Regions from separate parts of the Sus scrofa genome. Here region 1 is linked to region 2. Evidence: chromatin contacts called from public Hi-C data. All regions are on one chromosome and are shown on one strand. The core of a region is the stretch at or near the end of the contact, and the rest is flanking DNA. Distances in the headings are between cores, read along the strand shown. Region 1 holds the start of ARF3 (ADP-ribosylation factor 3). Region 2 holds the start of DDX23 (probable ATP-dependent RNA helicase DDX23).

The links. Hi-C and Micro-C count contacts between places; a contact is called where the count stands out from the background.
Region 1: a Hi-C map of embryonic fibroblasts shows a contact between it and region 2, with 1.6 times the contacts expected there. The contact joins the promoter of ARF3 here to the promoter of DDX23 in region 2. A contact is called at or near these places in 3 of 5 promoter capture datasets (fetal liver, fetal skeletal muscle and liver), 18 of 47 Hi-C or Micro-C datasets (alveolar macrophages, blood, embryonic fibroblasts and 10 more) and 2 of 2 datasets of contacts at active chromatin or transcription factors (alveolar macrophages and skeletal muscle).

The regions. Positions count from the first base shown.
Region 1 is chr5:14,976,523-14,983,319 of Sscrofa11.1, reverse strand. It overlaps ARF3 (ADP-ribosylation factor 3), which reads left to right and starts at 4,967. Exons shown (of 4, transcript NM_001160426.1): 1 at 4,967-5,114; 2 at 5,944-6,054; 3 at 6,286-6,410. The coding sequence starts at 4,967.
Region 2 is chr5:14,905,909-14,913,195 of Sscrofa11.1, reverse strand. DDX23 (probable ATP-dependent RNA helicase DDX23) reads left to right here and starts at 3,455. Exons shown (of 17, transcript XM_021091587.1): 1 at 3,455-3,592.

The DNA of each region.
Region 1 (6,797 bases), core at 3,718-6,217, 69 kb before region 2:
CACTGTTCCCTCTCCCACCTTCCCTGTTCTGTATTTTCTGATTGCTTCCTGTTCTTCCTTTAAGAGTCAGCTTAGGTATGACCTGAGAATAATGTCTGAGAATTGTCCTTTACCCTCCAGTCTTGGCTGCTCCAGCTTTCTGTCCCCATAATATTGTGTGCTAATCCACTCTTATCCTCTCACTGTTTGTAATTCTCTGTCTCCTCGTCTTTTTCTCCCATTGACTGAGTTTCATGAAAGCAGAAACTCTCTTCCTTTGTATCCCTGGTTCAGTATACTCAATACGTGTCTAATGAATGGATGGAAAGTGACGTCAGAAGCTGTTTCTTGGCTTTGGGAAATTTTGTGTCCCATAGAAGTCATTGAGATACTGATCTCAGAGTTCTTGTGTGCCGATTACAGTGCTCTTGAGACAAAAACTTGGAAAGTTTACAGAGGTCACAAGCCAGCTGTGCTAAAGAAACTAAATACAGGCAGATCCTGCTTGGGTTTCCTTAAATTTTTTGGTCTGCTCCATTGGCTGTGCTAAAAATAGCATCTCTATTAGTGATAGCTCAATTTGAAAATTATCGGGGAATAAAGCTGCTTTTAATGCACCCTGCCTGGCAGCAGAGGGTTTGGGGGACTCTGGTCGTCCTTTCCCTGTACCCGTGCAGTCTGCAGAGGATGTTCTGGACATGGAGTCCCCTCAGAGATCTCTCAGGACACAGGCCTGAGGCAGGAAGGAGGAGTGATCTTTAAGGCCCTTCATGATCTAGCTTTTGCTAGTGTGGCCGACTAGGCGGTGAGTCTCAGAATCACCTGGAGGGTGAGGCAGGCATGCCTCAAGTCATGATGCCTGACCGATCAGTGACAGCAGCCACCTGCCTCTCCCGGGGGGTGGGGAGGTGGGGTGGGGGGAGGGGTTGAAGGAGGTAAATGGTCGCCAGTGGACATCCTCAGGTGAGGCTGATCAGTGTGCCGGATGGAATTCCTGCAATGTCCCACATAGATTGTACTAGAACACACTTTTAGAGCTCCTATTCTTATTTTTACCACTGATAACAAAGTTTGTAACTGTAAAATGGAATATTGAGATATATTCTTTTTTTTTTTTCTTTTCCTTTTTCGGCTGCCCCGTGGCATAGAGTTTCCAGGCCAGGGATCAGATCCAAGCCGCAGTTGCGACCTAGGTCACAGCTGCGGTAACACCGGATCCTTAACCCACTGTGCCGGGCCAAGGATCGAACCTGCGTCTCAGTGCTCCCAAGACGCCACAGTTCCCACTGTGCCACAGTGGGAACTCTTACTGTATTTCATTTTTCATCTGGAGCCACTCACCTTCAGTTTTAACCACTTCCTGTTTCTACCAGCCCATGGATTCCTGGCATTTTGCCCTGTTGACACAAGAGTGCCATTTGTGGCAAAGAAGAATAACTATAGGCTGTATGGTAGGTATAGAGAAACAATCCAGGGTTTGTTTGTTTGTTTGTTTGCCATTCTGCTTCCCAGAGCTCTTTCTAGGAATGCATTATGGTGAAACTGAGAATTGGCTATATAGCCAAAGATTTGTGTTTGCGGCACAAAGGAGAAAGTTCTCACCATCCCGGTGATAAGGGCAGCGTGCTGAGTAGAAACAGACAAGGACAGAACAAGCCAAGACTTCTTGTCCACATCCCCTTTGGAATGCTATTCTGAGTTAGGATTAGGGTTAGGTTATATTAAAGAGGAGCTGTAATGTCCATTAATTTCAAGGCCCTGGGATGCCAGTGGGGACACATGGTGAGTACTTGGATATTTCATTAGTTATCTATTAGCTCCATTGTGTATTAAGGGGCAAGAGGAAATTCCACCAATTTTAGTCTTCTAGCCCTTTCATGGCTTTCTCAAACCAGTCTTGGGGTCAGTATGTGTGGAAAATGGCCAAGAATTGACAGGATACTCAAGCAACCATCTGTGCATTACACAGAGCTACCAAGTACTGCTAGGTCAGAAGAAATGATATAAGGCCATCCTCAGATGAGGCTTAAGTCTGTCAATGTGCTTGGTTGAACTCCTGTAGTGGGCTTGGCAGTGGGAATGAGGACAGATCCAAAATAAATAAAAGGCGTAGTCCTTGCCCATGGTGAGTACACAGCTAAATTGAGGAGGCCGTAAATGCGCAGGCTTAGAAGAAGCAGCTCCACAATTTAAGTCAGTGCCACTTGAGTGGTTCGGGTAATTCGGGGGCCTTTATGTAGCATGCCAGGAAATAGAAATGAGTGTAACACTGGGATCAGCTTTTGAACCAAGACTTTAGCTTAGCAAAGAAGCAAACTAAGAGGACAGTGTATGCATGTTCTGGGGCAAGGGCATCTTCAGCCACTGCTCTACTCACAGTTGCCGATCAGGGATAGTTCCAGTCATGAAGGACAGCAAGATAAACGTGCAGTATAAATTCAATTCAGAATCTGAGCCAAAGCCTGTTACCTAAGCTTTAAAGCAAAGTATCATCTGGAGCTGAAGGAAAGGACACCTGAGCAAGAGCCAAGATTAAAAACTAGGAAGGACTGGGGAAAGTTTAAATTTCTGGAAGTGATGGCAGCAGAACCAAAAGTCTGACTACCACAGATCACCAAGTTTAGTGGGATCTCATCTTGTCGGCTGGGCAGGTGTCCCCTCCTGCCTCAGGAATCCTCGGGAATCTGTCTGCCTGGGTGGTTGAGGCAGGATGGGCAAGAAGAGTGGCTAGTGGGCGATTTGGCTGAAGTTGAGCCCAGCCTTCCCCCTGGGGTGTGAGCCCTCTAGGTCAGGGGCAGGGCTCATCTGCAGAACTACCCAGAGCACCACGCCTGGCTCATTAGTGGATGTCTGGGGCGGCCTTTGAAGATGAAACACTCCATAAGCACTCGTTGTTTCTGTTTTTTGGACAAACTAGTACTTTGGTCTCCAGGGGCTGTTGATCTGGCTCCTTTGTACTAGTCTGGAATTTGCTGCAAACTGAGGAGAGTAGGAAAAAAACCAGCCTGAAATAGTTTTTGAAAAAACAGCTAAACTCCCACCAGGCCCCTTGTAAATAGGATTCCTCCTATCCACCTTTCACATTCTTGGGTTTGGGTGCACTCTGTCTTGACCTGTTCCTTCGCCTGCTGGGTTTGGGGTGTGTGTGTGCATCTCTGGTTCTCAGACTGTATAGAGAGTGCCAGCAGCTGGCATATGGTGATTGCTGAATAAGCTGCCCACTGACGCATGTCTCCCGCAGGCACAGAGAACTGGCTGGCATGAGTGATTCTGATCCCCTGTTTCATTGTTATTTCAAAGATTCATTTCTGTGGCTGTCCTGAGCCATAGAGAAGGGAGGGAAGAAGACAGGGAATGAATGACTCGGTGATTCTCTGTTTTGGGGGTGGTGGGTGGGGTGGGCAGATAGGCATTTTGGACTTTTGTGGTGTTCTAGCTGCTCCCTTCATTTTGCTCATCATGTACCAGGCAGAAATGTCTAACCCGAGTGAGCTGCCAGTGAGGTTAGTAGAGACCTTGAGAGTTAGTTCAGTTATTCTGCTACTATGTGCCAGGCACCAGTCAAGTACCAGGAATACAGCAAGGAACAAAATAGATAAGGGGCTGACATTCTAGTGGGAGGAGAAAAACAGTACAGCAAGGAACAAATCTGCAACGTGTGCAATGGTGATAAATGCTGTGCAGAAAAGTGAAATGGGATAAATGGGGTAGAGAGTGGTGTGTGTGTGTGTTATAGGTGGTTATGGAAGGCCTCTTTGATACAATGACAGTTGAACAGACTCCTGAAGGAAGTGAGGGGGTGCTTGAGCAAGGTTGTTTGGGAGAGGAGCATTTCAGGCAGAGGGAATAGCAAAGACAGAAGCTTTGAGGCAGCAAAGCATTGAGGAATTGGAGTGGAGAAAGCCGAGGGGAGAGTGGTAGGATATTTCTGATGACAGAAATAGGAATGCCAATCATGCAGGACTTTGTAGGCCATGGTAGGACTTTGGATTTTACTAAGGGAGATAGGAAGCCAAAAGAGGGTTTTGAACAGAGGAGCCACATGACCTGATTTGGGCTTTCACATTAGTCTGGCTGCTCTGCGGAGACTAGACTGAAGGGGTTAGAGGAGAAGCAGGGAGTGAGAGGACTGCCTCAGCACAAGTGACCCTGTGGAGCTGCTGTCCTGGGATGGGCCACGGCGAGCCTCGGACCTACCTGGGTGAGGAATGAGGGGTAGCCTCACCCCCTGCCGCCTCCCAGCTCTCAGTGCGGTGTTGTATGAACAGGGCATGATTTTAGAGGCTGGCATTTCAAAGAGTGGAAAGCCTCAGCCTCTTTTAAGAGCGTTGCTTTCTTAGTTTCTCCTCATGAATTTTGATGTGTAGAAGGAAAGTGTGGAAGTATAGGAAGGGAAGAAGCAGTCTCTTGATTAGAGCAGAGAGCGTAAACCTTGGGAACCTGGCAAGCCTGGACCTTGTTGGGAGTCACAAAGAGCCACTCCTCATTCCACTCCCTCCTCTCCCACCCTTTCCAGAAGTCTCAGGGTAAGGTGGGGGGAGGGAGCGGCAGTAATGATCTCTCGACGCCTTGGGGTATAGTGTGGATGTCGAGACCGAAGGGACTTTAGAAATCGTCTTGTTCCACCCCCTCCGCTTACAGGTGCAGATAAGGACAGGCGAAGTAGCTCCTCAAAGTCACTGGCAGAAGCAGAGGTCCTTAGCGTGCACTGCTTTGTCTCTGCTCCCAAAGGCTCAGGATGTGTCTGAGTGGGCCTTGCTCTTCACAGTACCCTTAGTACCGTCAGGCTCTCAGTTTGTCATGGGTGAACTCCAGCCATGACTTTGGCAACTCTCATTCATACAAAAGCCTGACAAGCAGATGGTGCTAATGAGTTGACATTTTTTTTGCCTAGAATCAAGCCCTCCATACCAGGGACCAGACCAAAACCAGACCGCCGCTGCCCCTCCTTGCACCCGCCTGTCCTCAGAAAGCAGCTGCTGTGATCATGGGTAATATCTTTGGAAACCTCCTCAAGAGCCTGATTGGGAAGAAGGAGATGCGCATCCTGATGGTGGGTCTGGATGCCGCGGGGAAGACCACCATCCTGTACAAGCTGAAACTGGGCGAGATCGTCACCACCATCCCCACCATTGGTAAGGGCATGGCTCGGATGTAGGCTTTCAGGCCAACAGCTGAGCCAGAGCGGGGGCCTATTCCTAGATCCCCCCACCTGGCCACCAGGCAGGGCCCTGCAATTTGTGGGGTTCGGGGAGGGTGGTTATTTAGCTCACCAGCAGGTGCTGGGGCTGCCGTTTGCCCACCTACCCTGGCCCTCCCTGATGCAGGAACTTCCGCAGCCTGGCACCCAACAGTGGCCCTCAGGCTCTGAGCTGGTTTGTTCTCTGTTTTTTGAAAAGCAGGTGAAGGGCTTTGATGTTCCTGCCAGAGGCCTGGAATTGTTTCAGTTTAGATCCCTGGTGGCCCTGATCCCAGTTAAGACCTGCCTGTGGGAGGGAGAATATTTGCCCTGTGGAGGGGGCTCCAGATCATCATCATCAGCTGGTTCTGCGTTGGGGGCTCTAGGACTGTGGCTCACTTCCTGTTCTTCACTCTGTCTCCCAGGCCCCACGTCTCAGCTGAGGCAGATTCTGGTGGCCAAGGTACAGGAGTGGGGCTGAGTCATTTCTTTGCAGGAGGGAGAGTCAGAGACTGAGAGAACGAGGCGGGAAGGTTGTCTCACGTTGCCCAGGTGATGAGAACTTCCTTCCTGGCCTGACCCTCTTTGTCATCTTCCACTTCTCTCAGGTTTTCTTTTGGACCTTTACATGCCTAAGCCAAGGCACACCAGGCCTGAGGCAGCCTTAGCTTTCTCTCCCTTGCAGGGCCCCGGCCGTGGCTGGGGAAACAGGAACAAACCCCCCAGGGCGTTGTTTGCAGGCCTGCGGTTTCAGGCTAAGTGACCATTGTCTGCTTTTTCCAAAGGGTTCAACGTGGAGACGGTGGAGTACAAGAACATTAGCTTCACAGTTTGGGATGTGGGTGGCCAGGACAAGATTCGGCCTCTCTGGAGACATTACTTCCAGAACACTCAAGGTAGGGCATGTGAATTTCCCGTGGACTGGCATGGGCTGTTGGGTGTGAGCGAAGATTGTGGCTGTTGTTTGTTTTTGGTTATCAGCAGCTGACTCTTACCCTGCTGCAGCTCCTAAGCGTGGGAGAAAAGGGAGCAAATATTTGGAGGCTGTGAGGAGGGTGTTGTCTTTTGCTGGTGGGGGAGGGGAGTTGATCTTTCGTCTCTGTGCAGCCCATGCTCTGCCTCCCCAGGGTTGATATTTGTGGTCGACAGCAATGATCGGGAGCGAGTAAATGAGGCCCGGGAGGAGCTGATGAGGATGCTGGCAGAGGATGAGCTGCGGGATGCTGTGCTCCTTGTCTTTGCGAACAAACAGGTGAGACATCTCCCTACCCCTGGGTTTGAGAGAGGGCAGCCTGGCCGGGGAAAGCATAGGGTCTTACTGTGTGGAAAGCCCTGTGACTGTGCTCTCAGTTTTGAAAGTGCAGGAAACAAGATGAGTTGGCTCCTGTAGGCCCCTTTTCTGTCCCTGTCCCAGCTTTAATGAGCAACATGTCCATCGGGAGGGATTGGTGTGGTAGGTACTTCACCTCCAATCCCTGTTTTATCTTCCCTATTGTCCACCTTAGTGGCCCAGCCCTCGCTCCTGTGGTCGGACAGACCCGCTTGTTTGCCCGGTCTGAATCACCTCTCCACTTCCCTGCCAGCCCCGGATTTGGTTTCCAGCTCCTCGGTGGCATGACCTTTAGTGCATTGGATCTGG
Region 2 (7,287 bases), core at 2,206-4,705:
TATTTTTAGTCTTTTTTTTTTTTTTTTTTGTCTTTTCACGGCTGCACCCGTGGCATATGGAGGTTCCCAGGCTAGGGGTTGAACTGGAGCTGTAGCGTCGGCCTACGCCAGAGCCACAGCAACGCCAGATCCGAGCCGCATCTGCAACCTACACCACAACTCACGGCAACACCAGATCCTTAACCCACTGAGCGAGGTCAGGGATCGACCCCGAAACCTCATGGTTCCTAGTCGGATTCGTTTCTGCTGCGCCATGACAGGAACTCCTGGTATTCTATTTTATAAAGGAGGAAATAGAAAAGCGAGAGATGCCATATAACTTGCATAAGACCTTACTCTGGTAAGTAGTGGAGTCAGGATTCAAACCCAGTCTCCATGTTAACTATAGTTCCCTGGGCTCCTTACTGCTAGTCATGTTGTACTTAAATAACAGACTACCAGGAGTTCCCGTGGTGACCCAGCGGAAACGAATCCAACTAGTAACCATGAGGTTGCAGGTTTGATTCCTGGCCTCGCTCAGTGGGTGAAGGATCCAGCGTTGCCGTGAGCTATGGTGTAGGTCGCAGACGTGGCTCAGATCCTGCATTGCTGTGGCTATGGCTGTGGCTGGCAGCTGCAGCTCCAATTCAACCTCTAGCCGTGGGAACCACCATCTCCCACAAGTGCGGCCTTAAAAAGCCAAAAAAAAAAAAAAAAAAGAGAGAGAGACCTAGACTACCAGTGGTCCTTACTAGAATGTCAGAGTCCCTCTGTCTCCCTCTCTGGAGATGCATATTTTAGAAAGAACTAGCAGGGTAGGACAAACCATGCAAGCATTCTTTAAGCTCAATATTTTACGTGTGTCTTACATGTGCTCAAGTACTAGGGGACACTAAGTTTTGCCACTATGAACTTGGGCAAGCCTAATTGCCTTTCTGGCTCTCAAATTACTCATCTTTAAAGATGACGGAGGAGTTCCTGTGGTGGCTCAGCAGAAATGAACCCAACTAGTATCCATGAGGATACAGATTCGATCCCTGGCCTCGCTCAGTAGGTTAAGGAGCCAGCATTGCTGTGAGCTGTGGTGTAGGTCACAGACGCAGCTCGGATCCCGCGTTGCTGTTGCTGTGGTGTAGGCTGGCAACTGCAGCTCCAATTGATTCCTAGCCTGGAAACTTTCATATGCCGCAGGTGCGGCCCTAAAAATCAAAATAAATAAATAAATTTGAGTGGCTGCTGTGGCCTGGGTCACTGCTGTGGCACAAGTTCAATCCAGGGAACTTCCACATGCCACAGACATGGCCAAAACATAAAAAATAAAGCTAAATGGGGATTTCCCATCGTGGTGTAGCAAAAACAAATCCGACTGGTATCAATGAGGATGCAGGTTCAATCCCTGACCTCCCTCAGTGGGTTAAGGATCCATCCAGTGTTGCCATAAGCTGTGGTGTGGGTCACAGACACAGCTCGGGTCTAGCATTGCTGTGGCTGTGGCACAGGCCGGCAGCTGTAGCTCCGATTCAACCCCTAGCCTGGGAACTTCCATATGCCATGGGTGAGGCCCTAAAATAATAAAAAATAAAAAATAAGTAAAGCTAATTGAACCTGGAATTGAACACTGGCTCCTTTTTTTTTTTTTTTCTGGCTGCGCCTGCAGTATGTTGAAATTTCCAGGCCAGGGATTGAGCCCGAGCCACAGCAGCCACCCAAGCTGCTGCAGTAACAACCCCAGATCCTTAATCCATGGGATCCTTAACTTGCTGCACCACAAGGGAACTTCTGGCTCTGTTAAACGATGTGGTTTTGGAAGGCGTAATTAATCTTTCTGGGTCACAATCTGCTTATCGGTAAAAGGGAGGTAAAGCCCATCTCATACTGTTTATGAGAAGAAGTAAAATGAATAACGTAAGTTATGCGTCCAACACAGAGGTGGGCACTTAAGAGAGTCTCAGTAACTAGGAGCTGCAGTGCTTAAAGATTCCAGTCTACACCTTTGGTCTGATTGTTAGTTCCATTCTGTAGGTGGAGAGCCCTCCAGTGTTCACTGGGTGAATTACACCTAGCAGATCTCAGACACCTTTTCCCTCAGTTGTCTCTCTGGGGTGCAAGTGAGCAGCTCTAAGGCTACAGAGCTCTAAGAGCAGAAGCGTGCCTCTCCCAGGATTACTTTGGGACCTTGTGTGTGAGGATTACTTGGGCCTACCCCAAAGCTTTGCTTCAGTAGAACTGAACACATATTCGGAGAGAAAAACTAGATGTGAGAAGTTCCCCTGTGGCAGAGAAGATTGAAGATCCTGCGTTACTGCAGCTATGACTCAGGTTGCAGCTGTGGTGCTAGTTCCACCCCTGGCCTGGGAACTTCCACATGCCCTGAGTGCGGCCAAAATCAAAACAAACAGACAAAGAACAATAACAAAAATACACAAAAAAAGACCTAGAGCCATGTGGGATTGAAACCAAAAAGCTAATGAGGGGAAAAAGGAAGGAAGGAGGCAGCATTAGTTACTTCCTGGTGTCTATCTAAACTTTTCTAGAAGTTGGAAAGATTTTTGTTTTTGTTGGCGGGGAGAAGGGGCTGAACTATGAAGCATAAGATTACAGAGAAACAAAGTGAAAGTACAATTTGGGGTAAAAACAAAACAAAAAAACCTCAAAACACCTCATTGGAGGGCTGAAGATAGGGAAGGAGGAAGAAGAAAGAAGAAAAATTACGGGAGTTCCCATTGTGGCGCGGCAGGTTAAAAACCAAAGTGTCTGTGAGGATGTGGGTTGGATCCCTGGCCTCTCTCAGTGGGTTAAGGATCAAAAACTGGCCAGATTCCAAAGAGCAAGAAAGTGAGGAAGGCAGGTCCTATCTGCAATGTTGAGAAAACCAGGTGCCACAGTCCCAGAGCTACCATCCTTCCAGGCGGTCTTTGTAACCCCTGTGTGGGCTCACTTTGAGTTGTCATAATAACTAGGGCGTTACCACGGGGCTAGGATCACTAAAATGTCCTCCTACACCTGGGACAGTCTTCCACAATGAACTGTCCCTCCCTCCCTGGAAATAGTAGCCTGCTCCTGTAACTTAACTTTTGGTTTGTCTACCTGTAAAATGGGGGTAGTCACCTATCTCACAGATTTTTGGTAAAAATGCTTTCCCACAAACAGTAAAGTATTTGATGTTGTTACTATAGTTGCTACTACAATTACGTGCTATTGATATCTAAGGAAGGCCTTAAGTTCCTCCGTTGTAAGCCACAAGCCATGATAATCCTTAAAGGCAGCTGCTAGGAAAGCCAGCCTATTCTAATAGGACTGCGCCCACGGAGAGAACAATTTTCTGAGGAGAGCCGACCCAGGAAAAACTCTTCCTCCCTTCCTCCCGCAGACTCAAGTGTTTCGAGAACCACATTGCCCAGAGGCCCCGGTGGTCCAGGGCCGGCTCTCGCGCCGTGCACTCTGGGATTGGTAGTTCTCTGGCCTCGTTGTCAGCCGGCGCACCCCAGCACCAGGAACTCGTCTTCCCAGCTTGCCGCGCGGCCGGGCGAGCAGCCTGGCGACCAGGAAACGGGAAAGATGGCGGCTGTTCGGCGACGTTGAGGCCGCGTTGGGCGGTTCGAACTGAAGAGTGGTAAGTCTCGGGCGGTGGAAGCGATTCCCACGAGCTTGCACAGAGGGCGAGGGTGAGGGCACGGCAGTGGCCCCTGCCTCCGGGGCGAGGCGGGGAAGAACGCCTCAGGGAAGGGGCATGAGGTTGGAAAGCTCTGCCGAGGGGGAGCGGAGGGGCGCGGGCCCCAGGGGGAGTGTTGGTTCCTGGGGGCACAGGGCAGCTTCCTGGACGTGGTTACGCCCGGACCTTTGCCGGTGGGCACAACCCTGTGGTACCCCCAGCCCGACCTTATTCCTTCATGTTTCGAGTAGCCCTTGCTCCAACCAAATTGGAACTCTGGCTTTTCTCCCAGAACCAGTCATGCTTTCCCGCCTCTGCGCCTCCTGTGTTATTTCTTTTGCCGGGAAGGGCTTCTTTCCGGCACCTTCAATTACACATCTTCAAATTCTACCTATATTTAAATGCTCGAGCCACTTCCTCTAGAGATCTTTCCAAATTTCCCACTTACAAATGAAAGGAAACTTCTTTGAACTCCTGTAATAATTCATCTGAGCCTTCATCTTGGTATGTGGCTCATACCTTCTGTTGTTCTGTAAGCTTCTCGTGGACAGGATCTTCCTGATTTCCTTTCGTAACTCACACAGTGCCTAGCACGGTGCCTGGCATATAGTGGATGTTTGGTAAGTACACACTTCATTGACTGGGAAAAAAAAGACTCTGCCCCTGCCCTGCAAGAGTAGAGGAACTCAAAGATCTGGAGGTTAGCGGTACCTGTAATAAAACTTGCCTGCGTTTCTTGTCTTCTTATTCTCACTTCTAACTCTTCTAAACTCACTCCACTCAGGCTTCTACTCCCTCCATGCCACCGAAACAGCTCTTGTCAAAGGTCACCAACCATCTCTGCTTTTCTAAATGTAAGGGTCACTCCTTCATCTCTTAGTCTTTCTCCACTTGATGCAGATAACCACTCCCTCACTGAAACACACTTTTGGCTTCTGTGACGCCATACTTTACTAATTTTTCTTTTTCTCATTAGTTGTTGTTTCTGTTTTTTTAAATTTTAATTCTTATTTTTTTTTGTCTTTTTGCCTTTTCTAGGGCTGCTCCTGCAGCATATGGAGGTTCCCAGGCTAGGGATCTAATCGGAGCTGTAGCTGCCCACCTACACCACAGCCACAGCAACACGGGATCCGAGCCACATCTGTGACCTACACCACAGCTCACGGCAGCGCTGGATCCTTAACCCACTGGGCAAGGCCAGGAATCAAACCCGCAACCTCATGGTTCCTAGTCGGATTCGTTAACCACTGCGCCACGACGGAAACTCCTATTAGTTGTTGTTTCTTAACAGTTTTTTTCCTCTGGCTCCTCCTGTGCCTGGCCTCTAAATGTAGTGTTCCAGAGCTTGATTCTGGGTCCTCTTCTATAACTAGAATGCTTACTTAGGTCATGTTATTTAGCGTCCAATGGTTTTAAACGCCATCTATGTATTGATAACTCAAATCATTGTCTCCACACTGCCTCCTGAGTTCCAGAACTGCATTTTCACCTGCTTTCCTGGAATCTCCACTTGGTTTTCTTACTGACATCTTACAGTCAACATGGTCAAAATGAAACTTTTGACTTCTTCCTAAATCTTTTTTTTCCCCCCAGTCTGCTCTGGTCACTAATGGCACCGCAAACCACTTATGTTAGTCAAACCACATATTTAGGAGCTCTCTTTTTGTGTCCTCGCTTCATCAGTAAGTCCTGTCAGCTCTGCCTTCAAAATATGCCCTGAAGCAGTCTCCTTCTTTTCATTTCCATTGCCACTTTTCTAGAACAAGCTGCTGTCATCTCCTGTCTGTGCTACTATAATAACATTCTCAGTTGTTCTGTGTCTTCGCATGCCTCTCTACTGTATATTTTCTCGTAAGGCACCAAAGTAGTGGTGAAAGTATTCAAAGTAATCAAAATGAAAAATAAGTTCATACCACCTCCTGTTTGACAACTTTCTAAGTTTCCCACTGCAGTAAGATTAAAATCCAAGTTCCCTTATTCTGGCCCAGAACACACTTCCAGGATCTGACTCCTGCCTACCTCCCTGAACTTATCTTGAATCGTTCTTCCCCCAAGTTACTGCCTCACTGCCCCTGAGCCGCACAAGTCTACTTTTTTTTTTTTTCCTTTTTACAGCTACACCTGCAGCATATGGAAGTTCCCAGGCCCGAAGTCAAATCAGAGCTGCAGCTGCAGGCCTGTGCTACAGCCACAGCAACACTGGATCCAAGCCACATCTGCGACCTTTGTCACAGCTTGCAGCAATGCCAGATCCTTAACCCACTGAACAAAGCCAGCGCTCAAACCCACATCCTCACAGAGACAATGTTGGGTTCTTAACCCACTGAGACACAATAGGAACTCCCCTTAGGCAATTTTGGGGTAAAATGGGTTGTCTCACCTTTTGAAAGTGCTACTTGTTAATTTTTCTTTTCTTTACCTACTCTACCTTCTTAAAGATATATGGCAGGGATCACATGGGAATTGTAAGCTAAAGTTTAGGGAACTGATATTTCATCTGAACCATTTGGACATAAAATAAGTTCGTTTTTTAAAAAATTTTATTGAGGAGTTCCCTTTGCGGCTCAATGGAAATGAGCCTGCCTAGTATCCATGAGGATGCAGGTTCGATCCCTGACCTCGCTCTGTAGGTTAGGTATCCAGCATTGCTGTAGGTCACAGATGTGATTCTGATCTCAAGTTGCTGTGGCTGTGGTGCAGGCTGGTAGCTGCAGCTTCCATTCGATCCCTAGCCTGGGGTTTTCCATATGCCACACCTGCAGCCCTAAAAAAAAAAAAAGAAAAACATTAAAAATAATTTTATTGAAATATAGTTGATTTACAATGTGTTAATTTCTGCTATACTGCAAAATGACTCAGTTATACATATATATTTATATTCTTTTTCATGTTCTTTTCCATTATGGTTTATTACCGGAATATATAGTAGGACTTTTTTGTTTATTCATTTATTTATTCATGCATCTGCTAATCTCAAACTCCCAATCCATCACTCCCTCTGTTCCCTTTCCACTTTTTTTTTTTTTTTTTGGTCTTTTTGTCTTTTCCAGGGCTGCACCCACGGAATATGGAGGCTCCCAGGCTAGGGGTCTAATCAGAGCTGTAGCTGCTGGCCTATGCCAGAGCCACAGCAATGCCAGATCCAAGCTGCATCTGCAACCTACACCACATCTCATGGCAACACTGGATCCTTAACCCACTGAGCAAGGCCAGGGATCAACCCGCAACCTCATGGTTCCTAGTCGGATTCGTTAACCACTGCGCCACGACGGGAACTCCAATTTTATTTTATTATTATTATTATTATTACTTTTTAGGGCCACACCAGCATATAGAAGTTCACAGGCTAGGGGTTGAATCTGAGCTGTGGCTCCTGGCCTGTGCCATAGCCACAGCAACATGGGATCTCAGCCTCATCTGCAACCTCCACCACAGCTCATGGCAGTGCTGGATCCTTAACCCACAGAGTGAGGCCAGGGATTGAACCTGTGTCCTTATGGATACTAGTCAGGTTCGCTTCCACTGAGCCACAACAGGAACTCCTTACTTTATTATTTTTTAATTTTATGGCCACACCCATGGCATACAGAAGTTCCTGGGCCAGGGATTAAATCTGAGCCACAGCTGCTATTACCTACACCACAGTTGGAACGTCG